2 separate regions of the Ovis aries genome follow, and region 1 is linked to region 2. The links are chromatin contacts, called in public Hi-C maps. All regions are on one chromosome and are shown on one strand. The core of a region is the stretch at or near the end of the contact, and the rest is flanking DNA. Distances in the headings are between cores, read along the strand shown.

Region 1 (5,823 bases), core at 2,277-4,776, 140 kb after region 2:
CCTGATGCAAAGAACTGACTCGTTTGAAAAGACCCTGATCGCTGGGAAAGATTGAAGGCAGGAGGAGAAGGGGATGACAGAGGATGAGATGGTTGGATGGCATCACCGACTCCATGGACATGAATTTGAGCAAGCTCCAAGAAGTGGTGGGGGACAGAGGAGCCTGGCGTGCTGCAATCCATGGGGCTGCAAAATGTTGGACATGACTAGGGACTGAACAAAGTGCTGAATGGATGCAGGAGGTCAGGAGGGACGATGCAGAGAATGTGTCCTGGTGGAGGGTGACACCTACTGGAGAACTGTGATTCTGCAGCCTAGCCCTACAAATACCACATTGAAGAGTCCACTGAGCAGCTCAGGGCTGTGTCTTCTAGAGCACTGAGAGTTCATTAATTCCAAGTAACGAGGTTTAAGAGAGAAGGCAATGGCAGCCCACTCCAGTACTCTTGCCTGGAAAATCCCATGGACAGAGGAGCCTGGTAGGCTGCAGTCCATGGGGTCGCTAAGAGTCAGACACGACTGAGCAACTTCACTTTCACTTTTCACTTTCATGCATTGGAGAAACAAATGGCAACCCACTCCAGTGTTCTTGCCTGGAGAATCCCAGGGACGGCGGAGCCTGGTGGGCTGCCGTCTCTGGGGTCGCACAGAGTCGGACATAACTGAAGCGACTTAGCAGCAACAGCAGCAGCAGCAGTGTGTATATGGAGGGGAGCATGGCAGCCCACTCTAGTATTCTTGCCTGGAAAATCCCAGGGACAGGGGAGCCTGGTGACCTGCTGTCTATGGGGTCGCACAGAGTCAGACACGACTGAGGCGACTTAGCAGCAGCAGCAGCAGCAGCATGCTACTGCTAACAAGCACATGCAGAGAGCTGTAAACTTTGTAAAGTTTATAAATTTTACAAAATGACTTTTTGTCCAGTATCTCATTCAATTCAAGTAAGGCAGATAGAATATTATTATTGGCCGTGCCGTGCGGCTTGCGGAATCTTAGTTCCCCAATCAGGGATCAAACTCTGCAAAAAACCCTGTGATGAGGACACTTAAAAAAGCTGAAAAAGAGGGGCTTCCTTGGTGGTCCAGTGGCTAAGACTCTGAGTTCCCAATGCAGGGGGCCTGGGTTCGATGGGCTTCCCTGGTGGCTCAGAAGGTAAAGAATCTGCCTGTAATGTGGGCGACCTGGGTTCAATCTCTGGGTTGGGAAGATCCCCTGGAGAAGGGAATGGCTACCCACTCCAGTATTCTGGCCTGGAGAACTGCATGGACAGAGGAGCCTGGCAGGCTACAGTCCATGGGGTCGCAAAGAGTTGAATGCGACTTTTACTTTCACTGGGTTGGATACCTGATCCCAAATGATGCTACTAAGACCCAGTAAATAATTAAATATTTTTTAAAAATATACCAGGTGCTGGGCACTGTGACAAGCAGTTTACAAGCATTATTTCTTTTAGTTCCCACAACAATCTCCTATACTTTTTACAGATAAGGAGGGAGGCCCAGAGAGGTTAAACGCCTTTCCCAGCGCCCCCCAGCTAATAGTCAGGGGACCCAGGATTGAAGATAGGCAGTATATTCCAGAGACCTTTACTCCAGATTCACACTGAATCATGCTGGGCATCTGGCATTGCCCTGCCCGTGGGAAACCTGCCCTCACTGGGGTTGGCAGGAAGTTTGAACTATGTTACTGTCAGTATGCATTTTAATTTATGGGGTTGCTTTTCTTCATTTTATTTATTTATATTATTTGGCTACAATGGGTCTTAGTTGTGGCATGTGAGATCTTTAGTTGAGGCATATGGCATCTGGTTCCCTGACCAGGGATTGAACCTGGGCCCCCTTGCATTGGGAGTGCAGAATCTAAGGCACTGGACCACTGGACCACCAAGGAAATCCCACTTTTTCTTTTTTTTTTTTTTTAATAAATAAAATAAGTATTTTATTTATTTTTGGCTGTGCTGGTCTTTCCCCCAAGGTGCATGGGCAAGCAGAGGCTACTTTCTTGTGGTGCTGCTCTTGCTGCGGCCCCAGGGCCCCAGAGCACTCGGGCTCCGTAGTTGTGGTGCCCAGGCTTTGCTGCTCCAAGGCATGTGGGATCTTCCCGGACCAGGGATCAAACCGATGTCCCTTGCATTGGCAGGACGATTCTTATCCACTGGACCACCAGGGAATCCTGGGACTCCTTTTAAGGAAGTCACACAAAAGCTCATTTCTAATGCTTCTTATTCCTTGGAGTGTGGCCAGAATCACTATCATCTCCATCATCACCAGGGACACAGCGGCCCTCAGCATGATCTACCAAGCCCCTCTTACGTGGGACACGATGCCTGACATGGCAATGCCCACTTCTGAATCTGAGAAATCAGAAGCTGAGAAGCAAGACAGTGGCAGAGAGGGAAACAGAGGTTGTTATTGCTGGAAGTGGCTCTCCAACCTCATGCATGCTGCAGTCACCTGGCAAGCCTGGGCCCCACCTCAGGGATGCTGATATAAATGGCCTGGGGACAGAGCCTGGGCATCTGCATTTTAAAGCTCCTCTTGGGAATGTGCTGATGTGCACCCAAGACTGGGGACAACTCAACCCCTGACCACACAGCTCTGGCTCAGGAAGCCCCACCCCAGTCCTGGCTGAAATGAGGGGTACAGAGGACTAGGAGGTGCGGCACTTCCCTTCGCACTTCTCCTACACTGGGAATTCTGGAACTTTCCATCCCTTGGCCAAAGGTTCAACCTAAGTGGGGACCTCTGAACCCATGACTCTGATAGATTTTTTTTTTTGGCGGGGTCTTTGTGGCATGCAGAATCTAGTTCCCCGATCAGGGATCGTACCCAGGCCCCCTGCATTGGGAGCATGGAGTCTTAACCACTGGAACACCAGGAAGTCCCGCCCCTGGTAGATTTCTTTTGCTTCTTTACATTGCCATTCCATCCCCCAACCCTTACCATCATTAAACACTGATCTCCCTCTCTATGTATTTGATATCACAGGGAAAGAGACCCCCAAGCATGGCTGAGCTATATGAGAATGTGTAGCACATCCCCAGAACCAATCCATTTTCCAAGAGAGACCCTATGAAGAAGAAACGTGTCCACTCTCAGGATGCTGCTTTTAGCTGGTAGGTTCTGGGCAGCAAAGATGTGCTGGATTTCTAAAGCCTCTCCCGTCAGCCCGTGGGTGACCGGCGGGAGTCAGGGGTCTGTTAGAAGCACAGAGACAGATAGGAGCCACTCGGCCAAGTCCCTGAGTCAGCAGACGGCCTGGAAACCTCAACATGGGGGCCCAGGCTGCTCTGCTCCTGCCTGCCTGGCCCCTCCCGGGAGGCAGGAATTTGGGGCTCCCTCAGATGGCCCAGTCAAGAAGCTGCCAGCCTCTCATTTGGAGGGGTTTTTCCACTGCTCCTTCCCCAAGGAGGACAAGTTCAGGAATCTCTAAGCTGATGAGCAAAAAGACTTGTTCCGGGAGCGTGGACTGAGGCAGGAAGGTATCGACTCAGAGACGTCTGTAGTGACCAAGCACTGGCATTTCCGTCCTGGAGAGGGCGGCTGCTGGGTTAATTCCATGTTATTACAGCCTTACAGGAAGCCAGCCTGGCCCAGCTGTCAGCCAAGAGCGGTTTGTGGGCCTTGGGGGCAGAGGGAGGGAGGAGGAGAAGAGAAAGGAAAACAGTCCTCTCCCCCCACCCAAAATTGATCCAGAGTTATTTTTAGGTGCTTATTCATCCCACGCATTCCTTTTTAAGAGCCAGGACACGGGCTCTGTACAAAAGCAGAAGGTAGCTGCTCAGGCAGGAAGATGGGCTGTGAGCACAGGGCCCTCGCGAGAAGGAAGGACAGTGAGAGGGCCTTCAAGCACTGCTCCCCCCCAGTAAAAACATCCCAGGATTCTGAAGGCAGAGTCTGGATGAATAGAAGCTTTCAAAATCTGAATTCCCAAGTTCAAGTCCAGCTTCCAGCTTTCACTGCCACATGGCCTTGGGCAGGTTACCTGGAAAATCACAGGAGACCCTGGGCTGCAACCCTGGTGCTGTGTGGCCTTGGGCAAGTCCCTCAACCTCTCTGTGCCTCAAGTTCCCCATGGATGAAAGGAAGCTAGTTAACGTAGGTTAAAAGGAGAATTGCCTAGAACGTCCCCCGTGGTCCAGTGTTTAATATTATACATACATACACTATTATAATGTAGTGTGTATACAGTATATATATTGACATATCTAGTGTGTATATTATATGTTATTTATATTTATTTCCAACAACTTGGTAATCTGGAAATAGGTGGAAATAGAATCTACCTGCCAATGGAGGAGACACACGTTCAATCCCTGGTCTGGGAAGATTCCACAGCTAAGCCCATGTGCCACAACTGCTGAATAAATAAATAAATGCATTTTTAAAAATCGCTCTTAAAAGAGGTTGTTATAATCAAGTGAAAAAGAACATATGGGAAGGGACTTGGGAAACTATTAGTGCCTATAAAATTTTCCAAGTTCCAGAAAAGTCCCTTTATTGCTGAGTTTATTAATAAATCATAAAACCTGTCCTCATGAGTCTAACAGGTTTTATTACCTAGAATCTCTTGCCAATTCTTACCCCATCAACCTTCCTGCTCCTCGCTTTGCCCAGCTCCTGGAATCTGACTCAATAAGTATCCCCAAAAGAGGCTCTGTTATGCATAGCTGTGTGACCTGGACCGAGGCCCTTAACTTTATTTTGTTTAAAATATACATATTTATATATTTAGGCTGCATTGGGTCTTAGTTGCAGCCTGCGGGACCTAGTTCCCTGACCAGGGATCAAACTCAGGCCTCGTGCATTGGGAGCTTGGAGTCTTAGCCACTGGACCACCAGGGAAGCCCCTCCTTAACTTTGCCTGAATCTGTTTTTCAGAGACGGTGGAGGGTTATGGAGAGGTTTCAAGAAGCTGACGGACAGCCAGGGCGTGGCATGTGTGCTCAGAGGCCATGGACTCTTAGGGTCACCTCCAAGGGTTCCCGAGGGGCAGGGCTCAGTGACCAAACTGGATAAGTAATCCCTGTCTCCAGTGGGACCAAACAGGGCCAAAGTGTCACCACCACCATTCCTAGTTAGACCTAGTGTTGCAGAGATCCTGGTGACACTCACCCTGATTCCCATCTCTAAACTCCTTTGAGAAGAGACCTGGAGGCCACAGCTCTGAAATTTTCCCAGGGCGTGGCGGTGGGGGGAGCAGCTGAAATCATTTCTCTTTGTTTGGTTCACGCAGAAACCCCCAAAGGCTCTCGTGGCGTCTCAAACAGATGGGACTTGCCAGTAGGTGGCCTATTCATTTTTTTTCTTTTTTTTGGCCATGCCGCATGGCATGCGGGATCTTTGCACGACCTTAGTTCCCTGGTGTATTCTCTGTTCTACATCTTCAAACCCATTTTTCTCCTTAAAGCTAGAGACGTCTCTTCAAAATAAAGCTCTTCACCACGTCATGTCGTGCTGTGTTTTTAAAAAGTCTTGAGTTGGTACCAAAAGCACTGGCAACGGAGGTAGGGCTCTTGGGGTTTGTTCCTGGATCACTGAGCAGATTGATGAGGCTAGGGCCTCTTTCTGTCTCTTGGCTCATGGCTGAATCCCAGCCTCTGGAACATCGCCTGTTACAGAGCAGTCAGTCAGTAGAGAGTGGTTGGAGGCAGGAATGAATGCCTGCAAGAAATCAGTTCACCAGCGTGCCAGGCTCCACTCTGACTGGCACATACTCTGGACTCTTCTCTCCCTCCTACTGGTGAGTGCCTTTGACTTTAGCAAAGGGCTTTCACACCCAGATCTTATGTCTCAACGTCCTGCGCATCCGGGTGCTGTTGCC
Region 2 (6,079 bases), core at 680-3,179:
ACCTAGGGAGCAACTTAGGCAGGGTGGCCAAGGAAACTTAGACCTTGGCAGAGGAAGGGAGGGAATGCCAGCAGAGGAGGTCATGGAAGCCAAAGCTTTCCAACAAAGAAGGTGTGTTCAGCAGTGTCCTGAAAGCCCAGATTCGGATTCTGCACACCCACTGCAGAGGGTACGGGTTGGAGCCCTGGTCAGGGAACTCCAATCCCACACGCAGTGCAGCAGTCAGTGGATTTAAGTGTGAAATGATGAAGCATAGATGATTTCTGTACTGTACAGATGTGAAGTGGGTTTCAAGTGTGACGTCAAGGGCAGAAACCATAAAGGTAAATACTTTTAAAATGAGAACTTCATGGTGTCCAAAACAATTATAAACCACAGTAAAAAAAAAAAAAAAAAACTGGAAAAATGGCAAAACCTAAGATAAGAGGTATATATTGCTAATATATAAAGGCCATAGAAAAAGCAAGAGAGTTCCAGAAAAAACATCTATTTCTGCTTTATTGACTATGCCAAAGCCTTTGACTGTGTGGATCACAATAAAGTGTGGAAAATTCTGGAAGAGATTGGAATACCAGACCACATGACCTGCCTCTTGAGAAACCTATATGTAGGTCAGGAAGCAACAGTTAGAACTGGACATGGAAGAACAGACTGGTTCCAAATAGGAAAAGGAGTACATCAAGGCTGTATATTGTCACCCTGCTTATTTAACTTCTATGCAGAGTACATCATGAAAAACGCTGGACTGGAAGAAGCACAAGCTGGAATCAAGATTGCCGGGAGAAATATCAATAATGTCAGATATGCAGATAACACCACCCTTATGGCAGAATGTGAAGAGGAACTAAAAGCCTCTTGATGAACGTGAAAGAGGAGAGTTAAAAAGTTGGCTTAAAGCTCTACATTCAGAAAACGAAGATCATGGCATCGGGTCCCATCACTCCATGGCAAATAGATGGGGAAACAGTGGAAACTCTCAGACTTTATTTTGGGGGGCTCCCCAAATCACTGCAGATGGTGACTGCAGCCATGAAATTAAAAGACACTTACTCCTTGGAAGGAAAGTTATGACCAACCTAGACAGAATATTCAAAAGCAGAGACATTACTTTGCCAACAAAGGTCTGTCTAGTCAAGGCTATGGTTTTTCCAGTGGTCATGTATGGATGTGAGAGTTAGACTGTGAAGAAAGCTGATTGCTGAAGAATTGATGCTTTTGAACTGTGGTGTTGGAGAAGACTCTTGGGAGTCCCTTGGACTGCAAGGAGATCCAACCAGTCCATTCTAAAGGAGATCAGTCCTGGGTGTTCTTTGGAAGGACTGATGCTAAAGCTGAAACTCCAGTACTTTGGCCACCTCATGCAAAGAGTTGACTCATTGGAAAAGACTCTGATGCTGGGAGGGATTGGGGGCAGGAGGAGAAGGGGACGACAGAGGATGAGATGGCTGGATGGCATCACTGACTCCATGGGCATGAGTCTGAGTGAACTCCAGGAGTTGGTGATGGACAGGGAGGCCTGGCGTGCTGCGATTCATGGGGTCACAAAGAGTCGGACACGACTGAGCAACTGAACTGAACAGACAGTAGAGCGGTAAGCCAAAGACATCTACATGTCATAATAGAAGAAATACAAACGACCAATAACGGGAAAATGTTTAACCTCAATCACAGAAATTAAAACATCAATAAAATCTCATTGTTTGCCTGTGATATCGGCAAGGATTGAAAGAAAAACGCAAAGAGCTGCGAAGAAGTGGTCAGCCGGGTTCTCTGCGTCGGCCTCCAGACCCTTACAGGAGTGTGAACTGTCACACGCCCTGGGACCACCTGAATGGGTACGGGGACTTCCGGGTCCGGAACACCCGTGCCCTTTGACCCCGGAAGTCAGGTGGGGGCGGTGCGGACGCGCGCGCGCGTCGCGACAGAGCCGTAAAGGCGCTCGCGCGGGCACGGAGCATGGCGGTGTACTCGGCAGCGGCGGCCGTGCTGGCCGGCGTGGAGAGCCGCCAGGGTTCGCTCAAGGGGCTGGTGTACGCCAGCAACTTCCAGGTAGCAGGGTTCGGGGTTCGTGCCCGGGAGGGGGTCCCCGGCGGGGCGCTAGCTCCGCCCGGCCCGCGTCTCACCTGGGTCTTCTCGGCCGAGCGCAGAACGTGAAGCAGCTGTACGCGCTGGTGTGCGAAACGCAGCGTTACTCCGCCGTGCTGGACGCCGTGATCGCCAACGCCGGCCTCCTGCGAGCCGAGAAGAAGCTGCGGCCGCACCTAGCCAAGGTAACAGAAGGGTGCATGCTAAATCGCTTCAGTCGTGTCCGACTCTCTGCGACCCCATGGACAGCAGCCCACCAGGCTCCTCTGTCCACAGGATTCTCCAGGTAAGAATACTGGAGTGGGTTGCCATTTCTGTCTCCAACAGGAGGGTGAGCCCCTCCTAACCTTAGGGTGTCTGCTCCGTCGCCGTCCGCTGTGTGATGCTAGCAAGTCGCTCCTCCGAAATGAGGAGGCGCAGCCCCTCACTGGTTTATGAATTGAGAGGAGGTGCACATACTTTAGGCGAAGGCAATGGCACCCCACTCCAGTACTTTCGCCTGGAAAATCCCATGGACGGAGGAGCCTGGTAGACTGCAGTCCATGGGGTTGCAGAGTCGGACACGACTGAGCGACTTCACTTTCACTTTTCTCTTTCATGCATTGGAGAAGGAAATGGCAACCCACTCCAGTGTTCTTGCCTGGAGAATCTTAGGGACGGGGTAGCCTGGTGGGCTGCCGTCTGTGGGGTCGCACAGAGTCGGACACGACTGAAGCGACTTAGCAGCAGAGCACATGCTTTAACTTTGAGCCTTGTGTGAAAGAAACAGAAGACCAAAGTGTTGATAGTGCAGCAGGCTCTGTTTAGGTAAAACGAAAAGGTGATGTTGACGAGGAGGGTTCAGATCCAGAGCTTTTCCTGGTGAGAAGCATGGGGAAGGGGTTCGGGACTGGGAAGCCAGGTACCAGGTTCAGATCGTGTACCTGTCTGTCAATTTCTTGTGTGACCTTGAACAGGGAAGCTCACTTTTACCCATTACTATCTTGATAAGTGGTCTGTTTAACTTTTCCAGTTCCAGCCCTGTGGAGTTCCAGGATCTTCATACTCAAGGTTTTCTTGCCTCCTTTCTCCATCCCAGGTGCTAGTATATGACTTACTGCTGGGAAGAGGCTTTAGAGGGCGTGGGGGACGATGGAAACCTCTGCTGGAGCGGCACCAGGCCAGGCTGAAGGCTGAGTTGGCGCGGCTCAAGGTTCGTCAAGGTGTGAGCCGGAATGAGGACCTGTTGGAAGTGGGATCCAAGCCTGGCTCAGGTGAGCTGGGAGGTGTTGTGGAGATGGGGGATAGCCATCAGGCCCTCAGGAGAGGGCCCGGTTCCTGCTCACTCACTGCTGATTGCTTCCTAGCCTCCCAGGTGCCTCGATTTGTGCGAGTGAACACTTTGAAGACCTGCGCTGAAGATGCCATTGATTATTTTAAGAGACAAGGTTTCTCCTACCAGGGTCGGGCTTCTGGGTGAGTTTAGAACCCTACCTGAGCATGGAATGGGCTTTCCAGGTGGCTCAGTGGTTAAGAATCAGCCTACCAGTGCAGGGGATGCAGGTTCAAACCTTAAATCAGGAAGAACCCCTGGAGGAGGAAATGGCAAACTACTCCAGTATTCTTGCCTGGAAAATCCCTTGGACAGAGCAGTTTGGCGGGCTGCAGTCAATGGGGGTCGCAGAGAGTCAGACGCGACTGAGCGTGGAATGCTGTATTAAATAGAAGTGACTGGCTGTTTATAATAGCCAGGACATGGAAACAACCTAGATGTCCATCAGCAGATGAATGGATAAGAAAGCTGTGGTACATATACACAATGGAGTATTACTCAGCCGTTAAAAAGAATTCATTTGAATCAGTTCTGATGAGATGGATGAAACTGGAGCCGATTATACAGAGTGAAGTAAGCCAGAAAGAAAAACACCAATACAGTATACTAACACATATATGGAATTTAGAAGATGGCAATGACGACCCTGTATGCAAGACAGGGAAAGAGACACAGATGTGTATAACGGACTTTTGGACACAGAGGAGAGGAGAGGGTGGGATGATTTGGGAGAATGACATTCTAACATGTATACTATCATGTGAATTGAATCGCCAGTCTATGTCTGACGCAGGATGCAGCATGCTTGGGGCTGGTGCATGGGGATGACCCAGAAAGATGTTATGGGGAGGGAGGTGGGAGGGGGTTCATGTTTGGGAATGCATGTAAGAATTAAAGATTTTAAAATTTAAAAAAAAAAAAAAAAGAATTATATAAGAAGCATTGTATGTTTTTTATAAAAGGATAGACTTGATAGCATCCTCCAGTTGAAAATAAAAATATTATTACCTGAAAAAAAAAAAATAAATAAATAAATAGAAGTGACTGGAGTAGCCGTCCTTGTCTTGTGCTTGATTTTAGAGGAAGAACTTTCAGCCTTTCCCCATTGAGTGTGATGTGAGCTGTGGGTTTGTCATATACAGACTTTATTACGTTGCTATATGTTCCTTCAGTACCAAGTTTGATGAGAATTTTTATCATGAGTGGATGCTGAATTTTTTCAAATGCCTTTGCTGCATCTGTTGAGATGGCCATGTGATTTTTGTCCTGTTTGCGGTATATCACACATCGATTACTTCACATCCTTGCATCCCTAAACTTGGCATCTGGTGCACTCCTTGTTTTGACAGATGTCACTATTGCGCACCCATCTGGTCAAAGTCGAAACTGAGTCATTGTACACGCCTCCCTCCTGTCTGTCTGGGCGTTCACTGCTCTGCCTTTAGAGTCTCTCCTTCCGGACACTGCCTAGGTTTCAGCATCATATCCTGTCGTGGCTGGCGCGAGAACCCTCAGCCGGCCTCCCCACGTCCAGACTTTGCTGTCACACTCGTCCTCTCTGTGTTGGCTGCAGAAAGTTCTGAACGCAGATCTGACGCTTTACTCCCTCACTGAAAACCCTTGGCCCTCCGCTGGGCTGTGCCTCCCTGCCCCTTCCAGGCGCGTCTGCTGTGCACCTGTGTTCCCGCGGTGCTTGCTGCTCCGTGGCCGCCCCGCCCCTGCACTCCTGCCTCCTGTTCTGTCCCCTCACCGCTCTGGGAAGCGGCGTCCTCTGCCTCCATCGCCCTCATCTGTTGCAGATGTCTCCCTGTCGGCCTGCAGAGACCAGGGTGGTGGAGGATGGCTGTGTGTCGGTTTGGATGCCAGCGCTGCTACTTGTCAGGCTTCCCTGGTGGCTCAGATGGTCAAGAATGTGCCTGCAATGTGGGAGGCCTGGGTTTGATCCCTGAGTTGGGAAGATCCCCTGGAGAAGGGAATGGCTTCCCACTCCAGTATTCTTGCCTGGAGAATTCCATGGACAGGGGAGCCTGGTGGGCTACAGTCCAGGGGGTCTCAAAGAGTCAGACACGGCTGAGTGACTCAGTTTTTCTTTCCGCTGCTTGTTAGCTTTCTCATCTGAGTTGTTATTCTCTCATGTTTTCTACATGGGGCAAGTGAATGGACAGTGCTTTTCCATAGTTTAGAGAACAAAGTTTTCACCTCAGCTCCTCTGGGTACTAATTCATCCATCAGGAATCGACTCAGTACTCACCTCCCTGTACCAGGCCTCTCCCCCCAGGGTTATGTTCTGATAGTACTGGCTGTTGCAAGCCTAATGTGTGCGAAATCTTTTCCTACGAGGTTTGCATGTCATTTAATACCTACCGTTTTCAAGAAGTACAGAGGCTGAGGTGCCCATGTCTCCACCTCTGGCATCTTCTGGACACAGAGTCTGGCCTGAGAACCCCGTTCTCTGAACTGTTGTCTCTGTCTTATCAGCGTGTTAATATACTCACAGCAGTTTTAAGCTTTTGTCCAACCAGTAAGCAGTCAGGTGACGTGTGAAGTGCCTGGCTGGTACCTGGCATGGAGTGAGGCATAAAATGTGAAATAAGCAGTTCGTATTCCCTGGCAGCCTCGATGACATCAGGGCCCTCAAAGGGAAGTGTTTTCTCCTGGATCCCTTGCTGCCAGAGTTGCTTG

Evidence for each region. Hi-C and Micro-C count contacts between places; a contact is called where the count stands out from the background.
Region 1: a Hi-C map of liver shows a contact between it and region 2, with 2.6 times the contacts expected there. The contact joins the enhancer-like site here to the promoter of NSUN5 in region 2. A contact is called at or near these places in 3 of 16 Hi-C or Micro-C datasets (blood and liver).

Annotation. Positions count from the first base shown.
Region 1 is chr24:34,416,450-34,422,272 of ARS-UI_Ramb_v3.0, forward strand. The region is part of intron 1 of HIP1 (huntingtin interacting protein 1); the gene reads right to left. Among named protein-coding and RNA genes, the nearest start is that of HIP1, 44 kb to the right of the region's middle. Within about 2 kb of position 3,527, at least 9 of the 54 cell types and tissues checked have an H3K27ac peak or open chromatin away from gene starts, as enhancers often do. A contact at or near this core is called in liver, where this site is marked.
Region 2 is chr24:34,277,560-34,283,638 of ARS-UI_Ramb_v3.0, forward strand. NSUN5 (NOP2/Sun RNA methyltransferase 5) reads left to right here and starts at 1,930. Exons shown (of 10, transcript XM_027961938.2): 1 at 1,930-2,049; 2 at 2,148-2,270; 3 at 3,164-3,338; 4 at 3,432-3,540; 5 at 6,012-6,079. The coding sequence starts at 1,957.